Linked DNA regions of Danio rerio: region 2 is linked to region 1. The links are chromatin contacts, called in public HiChIP or PLAC-seq maps. All regions are on one chromosome and are shown on one strand. Each heading gives the region's core, a stretch centred on a gene start, on an enhancer-like site or on the middle of the called end of the contact. The rest is flanking DNA. Distances are from core to core; before and after follow the strand shown. Region 1 holds the start of foxd1 (forkhead box D1). Region 2 overlaps fcho2 (FCH and mu domain containing endocytic adaptor 2).

Evidence for each region. HiChIP or PLAC-seq counts read pairs in DNA pulled down with a chosen protein or histone mark.
Region 2: an H3K4me3 HiChIP or PLAC-seq map of embryo shows a contact between it and region 1, with 2.5 times the contacts expected there. The contact joins the enhancer-like site here to the promoter of foxd1 in region 1. A contact is called at or near these places in 5 of 18 Hi-C or Micro-C datasets (caudal fin, embryo, fibroblasts and 2 more) and 3 of 4 datasets of contacts at active chromatin or transcription factors (caudal fin, embryo and gastrula embryo).

The regions. Positions count from the first base shown.
Region 1 is chr5:35,621,016-35,623,715 of GRCz12tu, reverse strand. It overlaps foxd1 (forkhead box D1), which reads right to left and starts at 1,287. Exons shown (of 1, transcript NM_212913.2): 1 at 1-1,287. The coding sequence starts at 1,047. The coding sequence ends at 16. btf3 (basic transcription factor 3) reads left to right here and starts at 1,420. Exons shown (of 6, transcript NM_001076558.2): 1 at 1,420-1,574. All of the region lies in intron 2 of LOC141385843 (a long non-coding RNA gene), which reads right to left.
Region 2 is chr5:35,778,323-35,781,112 of GRCz12tu, reverse strand. The region is part of intron 14 of fcho2 (FCH and mu domain containing endocytic adaptor 2); the gene reads left to right. Among named protein-coding and RNA genes, the nearest start is that of fcho2, 46 kb to the left of the region's middle. Within about 2 kb of position 1,467, at least 6 of the 62 cell types and tissues checked have an H3K27ac peak or open chromatin away from gene starts, as enhancers often do.

The DNA of each region.
Region 1 (2,700 bases), core at 38-2,537:
GTTTAGATTAAAAAATTAGCAGCCGCTAGTGCCACTGACAATCCGATTTGAGTAGGTTTCGTGTAAAGACGTCGGTCCGTGCAGGACTCCCAGCAGTGGGTTTGGGGAGTGCTGAGCCGCGAGGGCCGGCGGCAGCACCGGGACCACCGGGGAAGTCCGTGAGGCACAATGCGAGTGCGTAGGGCTTAAAGAGCTCCCGATAATGCTGTCTATGGAGAAGGGCGAACGGTGAACCGGAGACTTGGCTGCAGTCTGTAGGGAGGACGAAATCCCGGGACTTAGAGGGGGGTAGAAGCGGGAACGGGTGAGCTCCGTTGTGGTTGGCATGAGGGAAGGCGCTGGGATGAGAGTTCCGGTGTTTCGGGACGGGGGCGGCTGCTGCTGCTGTTGCTGCTGAAAGGCGAGGAGCGCGGAATGTGCGTGATAAGACTGAAGCTGCAGACCGTATCCACAACCGTAGGGTCCATAGCCATACGCAGCAGCAGAGGGAAGAAAACCTCCGTGCTCGCGGAGAAGTTCAGGCGCCTGCTGGCGCTTAAAGCGTTTCCGGCGGCGTAGAAAGCTCCCGTTATCAAACATGTCGGCGGACTCAGGGTCTAGCGTCCAGTAGTTGCCTTTGCCGGGATTCCCGGGCTCTCGTGGTATCTTGACAAAACAGTCATTTAAGGACAGGTTGTGCCGGATAGAGTTCTGCCAAGCTGGGAACTTTTCCCGATAGTACGGAAATCTGTTACTGATGAAGTCACAAATCTCGCTCAGCGTCAGGCGCTTCTTGGGACTCTGGAGGATTGCCATGGTGATGAGTGCGATGTAGGAGTATGGGGGCTTCACCAGGGTGTTTTTACTTGCTGGCTTGTAGGGGTCCCGTGCGGGGGAGGCATCCACACCAGGCGGCGAACCGTTGAGCAGGATCTCGTCGTGCATCTGAGCCACCTCGTCCACGTAGGAGCGCGTGTGGCCGTCACCATCATCTCCCTCCCCAACCACGTCAATGTCGGTCTCCTCCGAGAGCACAGACGCATCCGACATCTCGGAGCTCAGAGTCATGGCTCTCTCGGGTTTCCCGATGGGCTACGGTGGAAAAGCGCCGGGTTTGCTGAGCCTGCGTGTTACCTGCGCTCTCGGTTCGGGAGAACTCATAGGACGCGCCGAACAGATGCGGGAGAGGCGGAGAGGACGTGCCAGTGTGTCACCAGTGCCATAGGCTTTTAATGGATTACTGTCGGCACGGAATCAAAAGGTTGCCCAGATCCCCACATCCACACGCTTATTCTATCTGGGGAGACCCTCCTAAAGGCCAGACCAGGATTCCAAAGAGGGCGGACCTTTCCTTGCGCTTTATACCAGCTCGCTGATCACATGACAACAAATCGTCACCACTGTTATTGAATAGATAAAAAATAACAGTCTTTAAAAATTATTCTAAAGAACCGCGAGGTTCACCTCTATCTTTAGCGGTCACTACCGCTTATTCCACAGGGTTGGTGGGATTTTTCATTTGCTGCGTAAAATGCCACTGTCATTCATCAGACTCGAAGATGTGAGAAGCTCAGCGATCTAAGCACGCCGTTATGGTAGGACACTCCCAGCTATTGTTATTTATCATTACAAGATGAAATCCATTATAAATGCTTTTGCTCTATGTGTTCGGGTGCTGAATGTCACGTTAATTCTGGATATGATAGGCTACTGTAGATGATTTCACAAATGCTTTAAAACGTGCACTCGGTTCCACGTCTGCCTCATACACCGAATCGCAGTTTGCGTGACACGGGAGTGCACTAGATCATCCGCGAGCCATTGGTAATGGAAAAAAGTCAGCTGTTAACTCACATCAGTCACGCGGATCACGAAAGTGCATTCTAGCTCGCGAAAAAGCAGGGCACATGCGCATGTGCCCAATTTCAGTAGGCCAGCATTGTCAGATTCATAATATATATTAGCAATTGTCGGGCAAGAGTAGCCTATTTCCATTCTTCTTGGTTTTTTCCTTTTTTAAAACGTAAAAATGGGTTACTTGTTAAAACACTGGCATAGGGCATATTAGATGCTTCTGAATAATGTTTACTATTATAAAAAAAAATAAATAAATAGGCTGGGTGTGTCGTTGATTGAACTGACACACTTTCATAACGATTGGCTATACGTCTAACTTGCAAATAGGCCTTAATTAACAAGAGGTCAATACATAATTAAAGAGCAATTCATTGAAAAGAATAATGCTGCCTAATTAAAATTAAAGCCTAGCCCTACATTCTCATAATAAGCATTAATTACATTTAGCACGCGTAAGATCGAAAATCTCTTTGTTGTTGTTTTTGTACACAAAGTTGCAGTGTTTATTTAGATTCCTCTGTTGCCTTTGGGTTGAGTTTCAGTATTTTTCTTTTATTTTCTACATTAGCTTTTGCACAAAAGCCTACATCGAATGCTAACATAATCTCTATAACAGAGGATTAAATATATAAGATATATCAAGTGGGATATTAACAAATAGATTAACAAAGCACTTACAAACACTGCAGTATTAAAAAGGCGAAGGCCTACTGTTTTGAACATTTTTCGTTATGTTTTTTTAAAACAAACAAAAAAAAAGAATTATTAAATTAAAACGAACGTTTTTATCTTATTTATTAGCCTACTAATTATAATTATAGGGATAATTATTTTAGACTACATTACGTTTGTTATAAACTACGA
Region 2 (2,790 bases), core at 218-2,717, 160 kb before region 1:
CATTTGCTATCGAACATTGTTTATTTAACTAAGTCAGTTTAGTTGAAAAGGGATTGATCAAATAGATCTACAGTAATTGATGGAAGATCTGCAAAGAATTGTCAAGCTCCTTTGTAAATACTGTATTTTATTTTGACACATTTGTGGAAGCATTATTTTGTAGTTTATTTTGATACACCTTAAATTAAGGTATTTAGTATTTTATTTTAAAATACATTTCATTTATCTTTTTTTTGCCCAAAGTGGTAAACATAACTCAATACTAAGACAATAAAACAATACTTAAATGATACTTGTTTTTGTATTTTCAATTGATTGATATCAATCAATCAACTTTATTTATATAGCACCTTATTGCAACAAGGAGGCTGTCAGGAGTGCTTTACAGTATTAAAAACCAAATTAAACATTAAAAAACCTCACATGGTAAGAACACAAGTTTCAATAAAACAGCATTTTGCACTACCGAATATCAAAAGCAAGTCTAAATAACTATGCTTTAAGATTAGCTTTAAACAGGGCTAAATTTGTGATCATGCAAAGTTTTAAAGGGGGGTATTCCACAGTTTTGGATTTGCCACTGCAATATACCTGATCTAGGGACCTCCAGCAACAACTGGCCTGCTGATTGTAGGTTCCGGTTTATGAACCTTTAAAATCTCACATAAATATGAAGGTGCAAGACCATTAACTGCATTAAAACAAACAACCGTAGTTTAAAATCAATATTGAATTTAACAAGGAGTCAGCGAAGAGAGTAAGGGACAGGTGTGATGTTTGTCAGCATGCGAGCAGCAGCAAATATTTTAAAATGGTAGTTGCTAATTTGTTTCCAGGGAGCTGCTAAAGTAATGTAAAAGTTTCTTGCTGGTTGATGCTTCTGGTTATTTCTAAGGTATTGCTAGTTGATGGGCTACGGTGAGTGGTAGATTGGTGATTGCTAGGGTGTTCTAGGAGGTTGCTAGCATGTTGGTGGAGGTTACTTAATATATAGTACATTGTGTGTGTGTGTGTGTGTGTGTGTGTGTGTGTGTGTGTGTGTGTACTATTGTGTGGTCAAGCAGTTCCTGTGAGCACTATGTGTGTATGTTTGTGTGTGTGTTAGGCCTGTGAACCATCTGTGTCCTGTGTGTGTATATGTCTGTACTGTTGGTAAACAAACCCATGCAAGTTCCTGTCTGAAATCTTACCACAGGAAGCACTGAGGGACTCTGTTTCTAATGAGTGAGATCATGTAGGTAAACATGCACCCAATCATGAGCAAACGAAACCAAGAGCTATGTGTTTAACAAAACAACATTTCGTTTTAAAAATGCATCCAGTGTAAATAAAAATAATTAAAACATTCCTGGTTCTTATGAATGGATTGCAGCTTTCTTCTTTTTCTTGTGAAAGAATTGAATCCTCTCATTCAGCAAGGATACATTTAATTGATCACAAGTGACCGTAAAGGCTTTTATACTTACAAAAGATTTCTGTTTAAAATTAATGCTGTTATTTAAACTTAAAGAAGAAAGAAAAGGTTTAAAGCAGGGGTGCCCAAACTATTTTTGTATGAAGAGCCAAAATCCAAATATCATTGACAGCCGTGGGCCGAAAATAAATATACCAAACTAGATTACATTAAAGTTGTCATGCGTTATTTTCTAATTCATTTCATAATATTTATAAATAAATAGAAAGCATTACTTTGAACCATATTAACTGCAGTATAACTTTAATTATAATGTATTGCAATAAAAACAATCACATTTATAACAGTGTAGTTAAGTGCTGTATACACTAGTCAAGCAGAATCTGCCTTTACCTTAATTCACTCAATAGTCTCTGCGTTGTCCTCTATCCATCGGGTGACAGTATGCACATTTTAAACTCAATATCACTAATTTAAAACGTTTGAATTGCAACATTTAATTTCAGTTAATAAAACAAACCAATACAAGTTCACATTTGAAATTTGAAATGACAGTCTCTAAACCAGGGGTGCACAAACTTTTCCTTATGAAGGGCCAAATTCCAACATGATTGAGGCTAGTGGGTCGGATGTAAATATAATTGCCATGGGTAATTTACAAATTTATTAAATGAAATTTAAAGATAACTAGAAAACAGTTACACTATTTTTGCCTTGATTTTCTCACTGATGGCTAGGGCCAGACAGAATCTGCAGATATTTTTTGCTATTCCTGCGGAGCATTTTGTAAAAAAAAAATAAAAAATCTGCGGATTTATGAGGAATGATTTTGGGAGTATCATAACAAAAAACGTAACCTATGAAATAAAAAAATAAAAAGCTTTTTATCTGTTATTTGATGTTTACAATGCAAATCCAATCACAGGGAGGGCCGTTTATATGCATACACCTTAATAAAATGGGAATGGTTGGAGATCTTAAAGTCCTGTTTGTGGCATGTTAGTATATGTGAGGGGGCTTGTAAATAACTCATGAAAGAATAAAGTTACGTTAAAACCAAGCACACCATTGTTTTTCTTGTGAATTTCCCAATAAGTTTTACTAAAATGTATCCATATAAATGGACCACCCTGTAGAACCACTTATTTGGTAAACAAAGCAAATCTCTCATATAATATATGAAGAGTTTCGATGCAAACACCTTTAAATTCCATCTGAAATTTTTCTCCAAAAGAAGTAATTTTATCAGTAGCCTATGTTCAGTAATATCACTTTTATGGCAAGGACTAAGTCCTTTTCCTGCTCTTGAAAGTGAAATATCTTAACATAAACAAAGGAGGCAGAGAAAAACATTCATTTTTGATGAAAATTTCAGA